Regions from separate parts of the Mus musculus genome. Here region 2 is linked to region 1. A link is a contact called in public HiChIP or PLAC-seq data. All regions are on one chromosome and are shown on one strand. The core of a region is the stretch at or near the end of the contact, and the rest is flanking DNA. Distances in the headings are between cores, read along the strand shown.

Region 1 (5,524 bases), core at 2,169-4,668:
GCAGCATTTTAGCTTTTAGCACGTTAAATTCCAAACATATGCAGGAGCACAGTGACTAGGCTGATGAACTTCACAGTGTATCATTAACGCCGTCATAGAGTTCAGCGCTGTCTGACTCCGGGCTCAGCAGAGTTCTGGGTCTGCACTGTCTAAGGTGGGAGCCCCTAGCCACCAACAGCTATTGAGCCCTTGGAATGGGAGAAGAGGGATGGGTGAGCACGCTTTAAGTGAATTTAACTTCCTTCAATGTATGTGTATGTGTATGAGTGTTTTGCCTGTAGGTGTATATTTCTACCATGTGCAGGTGTGTATGTGCACGTGTATGCATGTGCATATGGGCCAGAGGACACTCTCCAGGGACATTTCTCAGATGTCTCCTGCCTCTTGTTTGAGACAGGAGTCTCTCTCATTGTCTTAGAACTTCACCAAGAAAACTAGACTAGCTGGCCAGTGAACTCCCAAGGACCAGCCTGTCTTAGATTCCCAGTTTGCTATCATCACTGGGGTTGCAGGTATGATCTACCAAGCCTGGCTCCCCACCCCCACCCCCCAGCATACAGGGGTGTTTTGCATGCATGTATGTTTATACACCATGTGTATGCCTGGTGCCTGTAGAGAGAGCATCGGATCCCCTGGAACTGGAGTTACAGATGGCTGTGAGCCACCTTATAGGTGCTGGGACCCAAAGCCAGGTCCTCTGGAAGAGCAACAAGCATGCAGTGCATATAAACCCATGAGAGCACAGAAGGGTTTTTCTCTTAATATCTTGAGATATTTCATTAACTAGTCCCCATCATTTCCAACTTGGGACTTTCCTTTTTGCATTAATGTTCAAATTTCTGGCTGGACTTGAAAAGGTTAGAAGGGAAAACAAAATGACGCCCCTGCCTTTTGAACTGTATCTTCTCCCAGGGTGGGTGGTTAGAGCTGAAACAGGCTGCCTCTTTAGATAGGCTATGCCGCTATAGCGCCCCAGTCAGAAACTCCAAATCTACTTCCGGAATTTCTGTGAGACCACAAACAGCCAGGTGTGATTCTTTCTGTCTGCATTAGGTTCCAGATACCTTCAAACATCACCAGGAGATTGGAATCAAGGCCCCTCCCCACTGTCTCTTGACATCCTAGCTCCACCCAGGAGCGAGGGACAGGATGGGACATGGGGCTTGGGGGAAAGCAAAGGACCTTCAGAACCTTCAGAGCACAGGGCTCTGAGCTTTAGTCTCTCTTGCACATCACTAACCCATAACATAGCTGGCAAAGTTGAGGCCCAGAGAAAGGGAGCTGTGAGAAGCCTGGTCCCAAATATGGTTGCCCCAGAGCAGCTTTCTGCTTTTCTACTGAGCAAGAACATGGACACTGGCTGGGAGCTGGTGAGAGAGGATGGGATGGGAGAAAGTCACAGGTTTTTAGCTAAGACCTAAAATCAGTGGCCGGAAGTGTCTGGCCTGGTGCCAGCAAAGAAGAGGGGCTGTGACTCTTCAGGGGCTGTGAAGGAGAAGGGAGACAGCCTGGCTCCCAGCACCACATGAAATGGGAGCCAAACGTGTAAAATCACATTCTTTGCTGACATTTAGGATTCTTTTGGCTGCCAACCCCAGGAAGGGCCTATTTTCTCATCCTTGCAGGAGTGCTCAGAATTGAGGCGTAAACCAACAGGAGGGGGGTGTTGAAGCCATTCTTCCTGGGCTATCCTGCAAAACCTACAGGTGGGGTCTGGGTTCCCCTGCTCAGCTTGATCCACTCCCTGGTGAAATGAGGGACATCTCTGTGTCCTGAGACACAGCTCCATTGCTTTCTTGATGTTGGAGCTGGGCAGAGTCCCTCCTCCAAATGTCTGATAACTGTCTCCTTTTTTCATAAAAGCCCATTGTTTTCTCTGACCTGGCAACTGACCTAACCTCCACTCCATCTAGTGAGTTCTCCACAGCTTTTACCTCTAAAACTGCTGCCATCTTTAAAACCTTCCTGGGTCATGAGATAAAGACCTTTGCTCAAGTTGTTTCCTCTATCAAAATCCCCTCTCCTCTCCCCTTCCCACCTGCTTAGCTCCTGTACCTACTTCAGACTCCTCAGCAATCAACACTTCCAGAGACTCTTCCCTGACTGTAGAGCCTTCCCCACTCCCTCTGGTATTCTCTATGCTGTAGCACAAGACCTGGTCTGGACCATCACTGGAGTCTATGGAACATGGTTTTCTCCCACTTACACAATGATTGAATCAGTGCCCAGGCCTTCATTATTAAAAATAGTGCCGACAAATGGGTTGAATCGCTCTTGCTCACCCCTGTGTCTACCATAGTTCTTGGCACATAGTAGGTACTCAGAAGTGTTGAGAAAATAAATGGGGCTAAGAAGATAGTTCAACGAAGGAGCACATGCTTAGCTCTGGGATCACTCCCCAGTACACACACACACACACACACACAAACTCACACACACACAGATACATACACACACAGAGATACACACACACACAGGTACACACACACACAGATACATACACACACAGAGATACACACACACACAGGTACACACACACACACACACACACACACACCAAATGAACCTTTCTTTTGATGGTATTCAGTTTTTCCATCAGAAGATGGGCTCCTAGTCACAGAAGTCACATGGCTGCAGTAAAGATTTTAGCAAGGTACAAAATAGAATATATTGAATGAATGGCAGTTACTTTCTGCAGTGGGTGGAGACACCCCCCCACCCACCCCCACACACACACCCAGAAAAGAAACTGCCCATTGATCTCACCTAGCCAGACAGATCTTTTCTGGCCCTCTGTTCTTAGGGGCAGCTTCCGTGGGAAAGCCAACTTTGCCAGAAATTACCAACTTTCTCTAGTTAGCAATTCTGACTTTTTGTTTTGTTTTGAAACAAGAGTCTCATTATGTAGCATATATTAACTTGGGATTTATTATGAAGCACAGGCTGGTGTTGGATTCACAGGAATCCTTCTGCCTCAGCTTACTTGTGTTGAAGTTTGAGATAGGGTCTCACTCTATATAACCTAGGCTGGCCTCAGAGCAGCAATCCTCCTGCTTCAGCTTCCCACGAACAGGCTTATAAGCAAGTATGATCATGCCTAGTTAGAAAGTACCAGGTTTCTTTCCTGACAAAGCCTGTGAGCAGACAACTTTAAGATGCCTTGCTTACGTCTGGCTGGTACCACATTACCACTTTCTGGTTTCCCAGTTGTGCTGGAAGGTTGGTGCTTGATGTGGGTTATCGTTATCGTTATTTGTAAGCCCTGCACATGGTCCATCATCCTACAAAGAGGTGAAGGACTCGGAGGGTTAGCCCCCACCCTCAACCTGCAGGTGTCAGGCAGGGCCCATCTTGGAGACAGGGGTCTTTAGCAGGCCTGCAGGCTGCTTCCTGGATAGAGCGGGCAGAGCGGGGGAGCCTCTGGAAGCTGTTGTGGTTTTGGCTCAGAGCCCTGAGGGGGAGTGGGGAGGGGCGAGAACACAGGCTCAGAAACTCGGAGACCAGAGACCGACAGATGGGAGAGCTGAGGATGTGAGAGACACAGACAGACAAGAGAAGAACCCAGAGTCAGGAAGAAGAGAATCAAGCAGGAGAGGACGGCTGGAAAACGGGCAGTCATGCTGAGCCATGAGCTGAGCAGTAGGCCAGCAGATGGACCAGTTAGTGAAGGACTGGAAGCCCCAGGCAGAGAGACCCACAAGAGGAAAAAGAAAAAAAGAAGCGTGTATCCACAGGGCAGACAGGCTGGCCCCAGAGTGTAGGTCAGACTGTCAGATGAATGCAGGGTCTGAAGAACAGGATGGTACAGCATAGACGGGCGGGATGGTAAGAGGCCCACAGACTGGCTGGCCACAGTAAAGGGATAGATAGATAGAGATGATCGATGTTCAAGGGGAGACACCACCAACAATGATCTGTTGTCTGAGGCCATGTTTGCCTGTCTGAATGGAGATTAAAACCAATGACAGAAACTTCACCTCACAGGAGACAGATGGGGTAAGCTGGGGGCTGAACTCAAGTTTCTCTGGAACAGTGACCCCCTACTTCTCGCCATTAAAGCAAACCCCTTGGGCTCTGAAAGATGCTGGTCAGAGGAGCGACCTGATAGGGAAAGAAGAGTGAATTCTGCCCACTTACTGACCCTGCTGCCCACTCACGGAGGTCACAGGGTTCTGAGGGAGCCATGAACCCAGAGTAGGTGGATTCCAACACTAACTGTTGGCCTCTCTGTTTTCGCAGACCAGGCCTGTTTTGCTCCCAGCCCCACCTGTTTATGCTTATTGGTTCCTCGGCTTCCTCTTCTAGACCAAGCTTCCTCTCTTAGCATGCATGAGACAGTGAACTGGAGGCTGGCAAGATGGCTCAGAAGGCAAAGACACTTACTACCAGGCCTGACCACTTGATTTTGGTCCCTGGGTCTCACATGTGAGAAGGAAAGAGCTGACTCCCACAGGATGTCCCCCAACCTTCACACATGACACACACACACACACACACACACACACACACACCAACCTCCCCACATGGAATACACATGCCTACATACACACATACCAACCTCCACACATGGCACACACATGCCTACACACACACACACTCACACATAATTAACAAGAAATGCAATGATATTTTGTTTGGTTTAGAGACAGGAAGTCAGAAATGACACAACAGGATTTGCATCTACAATCCCAATTCTTGGGAGGATAAAGGAGGAGCAATCTCATGAATTCAAGGCCATCCTGGATTATTTAGCAAATTCCAGGCCAGCCAGAGCTATATAGCAAGAATCTATCTCAAAAAAAAAAAAAAAAAAAAAAAAAAGGCTAGGAACCAGAAGTTCAGTCCCAATAGACGTCTCCATAGCCCTGTAATTGGCTTTTGGTTAAAGGCACTGGCTGCACTAGCTGCACTGGCTGCTCATTCCGGCCTTCAGGCCACTAGCATCTGATAATCAGAAAGAGGCACCAGGGAAGACTTCCTGGAGGAAGAACAACAGAATGAATCAGGAGTGGAGTGCCGGGAGGTGTTCTGGCTCTGTGCGGACTGAGACAGGGAAGCCCAGGGTCTGCTAAGACCAGGAAGGACACACACACAAGATTCATTTATCAGTTCATTCAACATTTATACCTGTCTTCTACCTGTGCGAAAGCAGAGGAGACTCTGGTGACCATTACAAACAAGGCCTCTGCCTCATAGAGCACCAGTGACAGAATAGAAAGAAACTGTCTAGGGGCTGAGGATGGACCTCAGCTGGTCGAATGCTCGCAGAGCATCCACAAAGCCCTGGGACTGATCCCAGCGCTTCATAAACAGAATGTGGCGTCTCACACCTGCAATCGGGAGATGAAGGCTGGAGGACCAGAAGGAAGGCAGGGATGGGATGGACTAGAATGAACCTTAGCGGTGGGAGGTGCCAATGTGGGATGGGTGGACTCCTCTAAGGATGTGTTAGGGAGCGGATGAGGAGCCAGGCAGAGCAGGATGTGGGGAAGCACGGAGCGAGTGCAAAGCCCTGAGTCTGGAG
Region 2 (5,524 bases), core at 1,975-4,474, 420 kb after region 1:
TGTGGTCTTTTTTTTTTTTTAATTGTTTATTTGTTTTACAACATCACTGTCCTCAGACCCATTAGAAGAGGGCATTGGATCCCATTACAGATGGTTATGAGCCACCATGTGGTTGCTGAGAATTGAACTCAGGACCTCTGGAAAAGCAGCCAGTACTCTTAAGCATTGAGCCATCTCTCCAGCCCTAGTGACTGTGATTTTTTTTTTTTTTTTTTTTTTTTTTTTTTTTTTTTTTGGTTTTTCAAGACAGGGTTTCTCTGGATAGCCCTGGCTGACCTGGAACTCACTTTGTAGACCAGGCTGTCCTGGAACTCAAAAATCTGCCTGCCTCTGCCTCCCAAGTGGTGACTGTGATTTTAAGCCTGACCATCAAATGTGTAGCACGAGAGTGATATGCAAGTTCTTTGTACAAAGGATCAACCGGACACACTGGACACAGAGCAGGCACCAGTTGACAGTCCCTCTGTGTTGAGGACCCACTAGCACTCACTGCTGAGATCTCTCTGCAGGCCCACACAATTAATTGCCTTGAGTTCCCCTTATCTTTCACAGAGCTGTGGTACCACGCAGGCACAGGCCAGGCCACCTCCTTAGCATCTTTACCAGTGCCTAGATCACAGAACAACAAAGGACAGATGAATGGAGGGTTGGATAATATATGTGTGAATATGCAAATGAGTAGATGACAGAATGTACAAGTGATACCTGGAAACTTCACCCGGAAACTTCACCTTCCAGAAAAAGAATCAGCAGCAGAAAAGTAAAAAAAAAAAAGGGAGGCGTGGCATGGCATGGGAGGTGGATGTTGGGGCATGGGGTGGGGGTGGGGTTGCTGTGAGAGGTGGGGAGTGGGTCATGGGTTGGGGGTGGGGTTGGTGTGGGAGCTGTGGGGTGGGGGAATGAGGTGGGGGTGGGGTGGGAACTGTGGGATGAGGCATGGGGTAGGGGGTTGGAGGGTAGGATGCAAAGCCAGCAAGGTGCTTCTGGAATGGGTAGAAGTGGAAAGGGCTGGGTGAGATTGTTGGGAATCTTTGTCACTGTCCTCAGGCTTTTGTGTGTTTTGTCTTGTTGGGTTTTTCCTTTTTTCTTTCTTTCTTTCTCTCTCTCTCTCTCTCTTTCTCTTTTGTTTTTGTTTGTTTTTTTCTTTTTTAAACAGTCTCTGTGATATTTAATTACAAAAGAATGAAAAAACAAGAGAAGGCAAAAGGCAGTAAGTGGGTGACTCTGCCTTGAGCACACTCTGGAGGGGACTTGGAAACTGACAGGTCACTCTGTTCTGACTCAGCCTGCACCCTGTCTAGGATGCAACCTTCTTGTGGAAGGCTCTCAGCTGTTCCCTCATGGCTTGCCACATCTCCATACCCTGATTCCTCTAAGAAGATAAGTTTATCAACTGTACAACCAGCGTGGCTTCAATTCTGCATCTCTAGAGGAGTTTGTGAGAATTTGTGGTTTTGAACTCAGCTAGCTTTGAACTTGAGATCTTTCTGCCTCTACCTTCCAAGTGCCAAGATTAAAGGCATGGGCCACCTCACCTGGCAGAAAAATAAAACCTCTTCTGACACTATATCCCAATTTTTCAGCTCCTTGTAGCCACTCTGATGACAGCTCCAGGAGTAATTCTCTTTGAGGAGGTCCCTGTAGAGAATGCCACTTAACCCAGACCATCTTGTGAAATGAGGAAACTTAACAACAATATTTGCTGCACTGAATCAGACCTCAAGAAGAATCTCCTTCCTTTGTGTTACTATTACCATTGGAGTTTTCTTTTGTGTGTGTATGTTGAGGGGTAGGGTTACCAGGTGCCAGGTGTCCATATTTCCTAGTATCTTTATAGAGAAGGACTAAGTGCCCAGCATATTAACTTGGATCAAACACTGGCCAGCTGCAAGAAAACCCTGCTCCCTCTCACTGTCTGCCAGAACAAGGTGAGGGTGTACATGTTGCATATGCCCTGCCTCCCTGGTGTCTCCTGGAGTGCAAATGTTAGAAATCCCCAAAAGGTCTGATTGAGCTGTTGGTCCTCCAGGGCTGTGATTACACTGACATTATCTATCCTGCCCCAGTGCCTGGAGACTGTTTTTGCCTTCCTCATAACTCACACTAGCAGCTTGCAAATACTACAGGTGCCAGTTGTGGCCTCTGTGGTCAGAGTGGTCTTGCAAGGGACGTGGGATGGGACAGGCAGAACTCAGGCCAAATAGTCCTCCACTTGTCCTAAGGAGGACCCTGTCTACCTCCAGTGTGTGAGGAACAGGCTACTAATGCAAGGATATGGATTTTTAGTTTCAACTCAAGAAGGGGCATCAAGGACTCTGATCCTTGGCCCCTTCTTTGCTGCTGTAGATTAAACAATCCACAGCAGTGATGCTTGTTTTTTTCCGTTGTGCCAGCCTTAAAGCAGGGCAATGGAGACCAAGGCTTTGCAGCTCCTTGCTGATCATAGGGAGCTGGAGATTGACAGGTGGGTGGGAGGCTCAAAGAAAGATGGGACATTGACATTGCTTCACCTGCCAGTGCCCAAGTAGGGCCTGCCCTCTCCCCCACTCCCCACAGACAGGGGAAGCTGGTTACTCTGAGTCTCTGCACTCCCAGACTTGCTGAGCACTTGGAGACAATGACTCCCGCAGTCTTGTTGTGGGAGTAGCTTGAGTCTGGCCAGGACAATCAGTCCATGAGCTTTGTCTTGCCAGATACTTGCCTAGCGTTCGTTGAGTGGCTGAGAGTTGACCCTTTCCCTCCCACATTCTGGTCCAGTGTGCAGCCTCTGTTAGGGACTTGTACAGACTCTGTCCTTCCCTGACCAGGGGGCCTTTGCATAGGTTTCCCCCTATGGTATGGAAATTTTCTTTCTTTTCATATCTAGCATAAATGGTGGCCTTCTTTCCTGCGGCAAGCCTTCCCTGCCTGCCACAGACCCTCCAATGGACACCAAGTACCCATATCCCAAAACCTTCTCAATAGCACCACTGTGTCCAGTTGTCACTTCCTCAATAGCTATAGCTACCTGCTAGGCACTAGAGCCCAGCTCACAGAAAAAGCCTCACCTTTGTTAATCCCTCTCACCACCACCTTCTACCAATACAAGAGAAACTACAGTTAAGATTTTAAAAGCAAACAAAACCTGACAGGATTTACAGAGGAGAGGCCACATCTGCACACCACACTGACCACGTTGGCCCCGGCAGTGACCCAGATCCAGCTGCCTGTCCCAGGAGAGAAAAGGCCATGTGGCACTGCTCTCAGCTGTCTGTGTGGTTTATGTGAGCAGTGACACTGTGGATGGTTATAGGAAAACAAAGGGCACAATTCCTCCTCCTCTTCAGTAGTCACCAGAGAACTGCACAGTGGGAATGAGATTTCCTAAGCACTAACAATGGCACCCTGAGACTACTACCCCACAGCAGAAACCATGCAGTGCCCCCACCCCCACCCCAGCACACTGCCATCAACAGCAACCATCCTAGGACAGTCACTGTTGGATGAGAGGGAAAACATGGAAGTGAGAGATGCCCCCCACCCCCCTGCAAAAAAAGCTGGCTTCCTTCCTTTAGCCTCAAGAAACAGGATTGGGGTGGGGGTGGGGCAGCCTGAATGCTCACTGTAGGTAGCACAGGCCCAGCTCTAGCACAGACTCACCGCCTCCACATCCAGGCCCAGCCACAAGCCTTCCCCCACCCCCACATGTTCACACTGTCAAGGAGGCTTGCGATGCAAGACAGCAGAAACCAAGAGTTCTGACCTGGATTCCATGTGGAAGCAAGTGCCCCTTCCCTTAGTTAAAGCCTTGGGGACTTGATGTAAGCATAGGTGGGGGCTGCACTTGAGATGAAGGAAGGAAGGAGCGCCCTGGTTTCGGTTGCAGCAGAGGGAGAGGACAGTGCTCACCCAGGTTCTCTTTCAGAGACAGGCTTTGCTTTGTGGGAGGTCAGCAAGTGGAATGTGTGGGGAGTTTTCAGAGCTTGTTTTCATGGTGCCTGACAGCCCTTGGCAAACCTCATCTAGGAGTCTTGGACAACCAGGGAGCTCCAAGGCCTTATCTAGCCCAGTCTAACCTCCAAGGCCCATCTTCCTGGGACCCAAGAATGACAGAGGCCACTGGCAAGCAACCAGTGGTGTAACAGTGGGGAGACCCTGAGAGTTAAGGTCTGTGGCTCTGAAGCATTTGTCCCTAGCAGGTCCTTGAGAGAGCCCGGCAAGGCTGAGCCTCCACGGTTCAGAAGACACTCACAGGGTGAGCATGCTCCCACCTTCTCTGCTAGCTGTGGGACCAGATGACCACAGAACTGTCTTTTTATTTGCTCGTGTTTATCCAGGCTGCTGTGGGCCCCAAGCCCTGGAAAGTCTCAGCCACAACCAGGCAAGGTCAGCCTCCTGGCCTCTGAGGGAGAGAGCAGGCACCTTACCTGCTCCTGAGAGTTCATCACTCGCAGCTTCATCTGCTTCAAGTAGGTAGAGGTGAGGGGCATGTTGTAATCAATAATGCCAGACACCAGAGGGGATGGAGGCTCATTCTCTGCAGCAAAAACAAAAGAAAACCCCTTTCAGTCCCTGCATGGAATGAGGGTGGGGTGAGAGGCTGCCTCCGTCAAGGAGAGGGCTAGCGGCCACTCGCTGTCCACCTGTCCACCTGTGTGCTGTGCAGCACACAGTGTTGAAAATGCTTGCCAGTTAGGTGCCAGTTTTTAAAAAAAAAGTGAGACTTGGCTGTTTCAAAAGAAATGAAAGGTCTGTCACACAGGATTCCTGTGACAACCATGTGGCCCTGTAGCTGCCACTTCTTACAGGCAGGACATGTGTGTTTTGCCAGGGCACAGCTTTGCTCACTCAGGCCACCTGCCAGGACCCTGAAGGCATTAAGTTTCCAACTCTGGCCAGAGTTGGCTCTTGCTGGTAAACACCTGCCTCTGCCTGTCCCACTCCAGCCTCAGCCCCACGGTGTCCCCTCACCAGAGCACTCTCCGAGACCAGATGGCTCACAGATCTGAGCCAGGCCTTCAGTACCCTCCACCCTCCCAAATCCTGGTGCTTCCATAATTGCATGCAGAGGAGGATTTTTTTCCTCCTGCTTATTGCTCTGCTGTCCCGAGGATCAAAGCTATGTGTGCTCTTTTTGTAGAAAATCTGAAGTGTGCAGAAAGATGTGAAGAAGAAAATTTAAAAGCGTAATTGCACCAAGCAGCCTGGCATATGCTTCTGTTTGTTTTTCCTTGTGACTTTTCTTTGCATACTTGATATCATAATGTACACAGAGAATTATAGTTCACTTTCTTCTCAAAAATGCATTTCTTTTAATTAAGTTATTTGAGACAGGGTGTTGCTTTGTATATAGCCCAGGCTGACCTTGAACTCACGATCTTCCTGCTTCAGCCTCCTGAGCACTAGAAGTATTTTTTCCCTAAACATGTTGCTATGAGTCTTTTCCCCAATTTGCCTAAGCCGTGTCCGTATGGTTGGTTGGGTATATAGGCTAGGGTAGACAACAGTTCAGGGAGCATCTCTGGCAATAGGTACTAGTCTGTAT

What was found. HiChIP or PLAC-seq counts read pairs in DNA pulled down with a chosen protein or histone mark.
Region 2: an H3K27ac HiChIP or PLAC-seq map of T-cell acute lymphoblastic leukemia shows a contact between it and region 1, with 2.9 times the contacts expected there. The contact joins two enhancer-like sites. A contact is called at or near these places in 1 of 39 promoter capture datasets (liver), 2 of 115 datasets of contacts at active chromatin or transcription factors (T-cell acute lymphoblastic leukemia and embryonic stem cells) and 2 of 9 other capture datasets (embryonic stem cells and liver).

The regions. Positions count from the first base shown.
Region 1 is chr2:153,042,568-153,048,091 of GRCm38.p6, forward strand. The region is part of intron 1 of Xkr7 (X-linked Kx blood group related 7); the gene reads left to right. The region is part of intron 1 of Gm32286 (a long non-coding RNA gene); the gene reads right to left. Among named protein-coding and RNA genes, the nearest start is that of Gm32286, 7.5 kb to the right of the region's middle. Within about 2 kb of position 3,419, at least 29 of the 459 cell types and tissues checked have an H3K27ac peak or open chromatin away from gene starts, as enhancers often do. A contact at or near this core is called in T-cell acute lymphoblastic leukemia, where this site is marked.
Region 2 is chr2:153,466,282-153,471,805 of GRCm38.p6, forward strand. Nol4l (nucleolar protein 4-like) reads right to left here. Exons shown (of 11, transcript NM_001134300.2): 4 at 4,407-4,516. Among named protein-coding and RNA genes, the nearest start is that of Nol4l, 61 kb to the right of the region's middle. Within about 2 kb of position 3,225, at least 39 of the 459 cell types and tissues checked have an H3K27ac peak or open chromatin away from gene starts, as enhancers often do. A contact at or near this core is called in T-cell acute lymphoblastic leukemia, where this site is marked.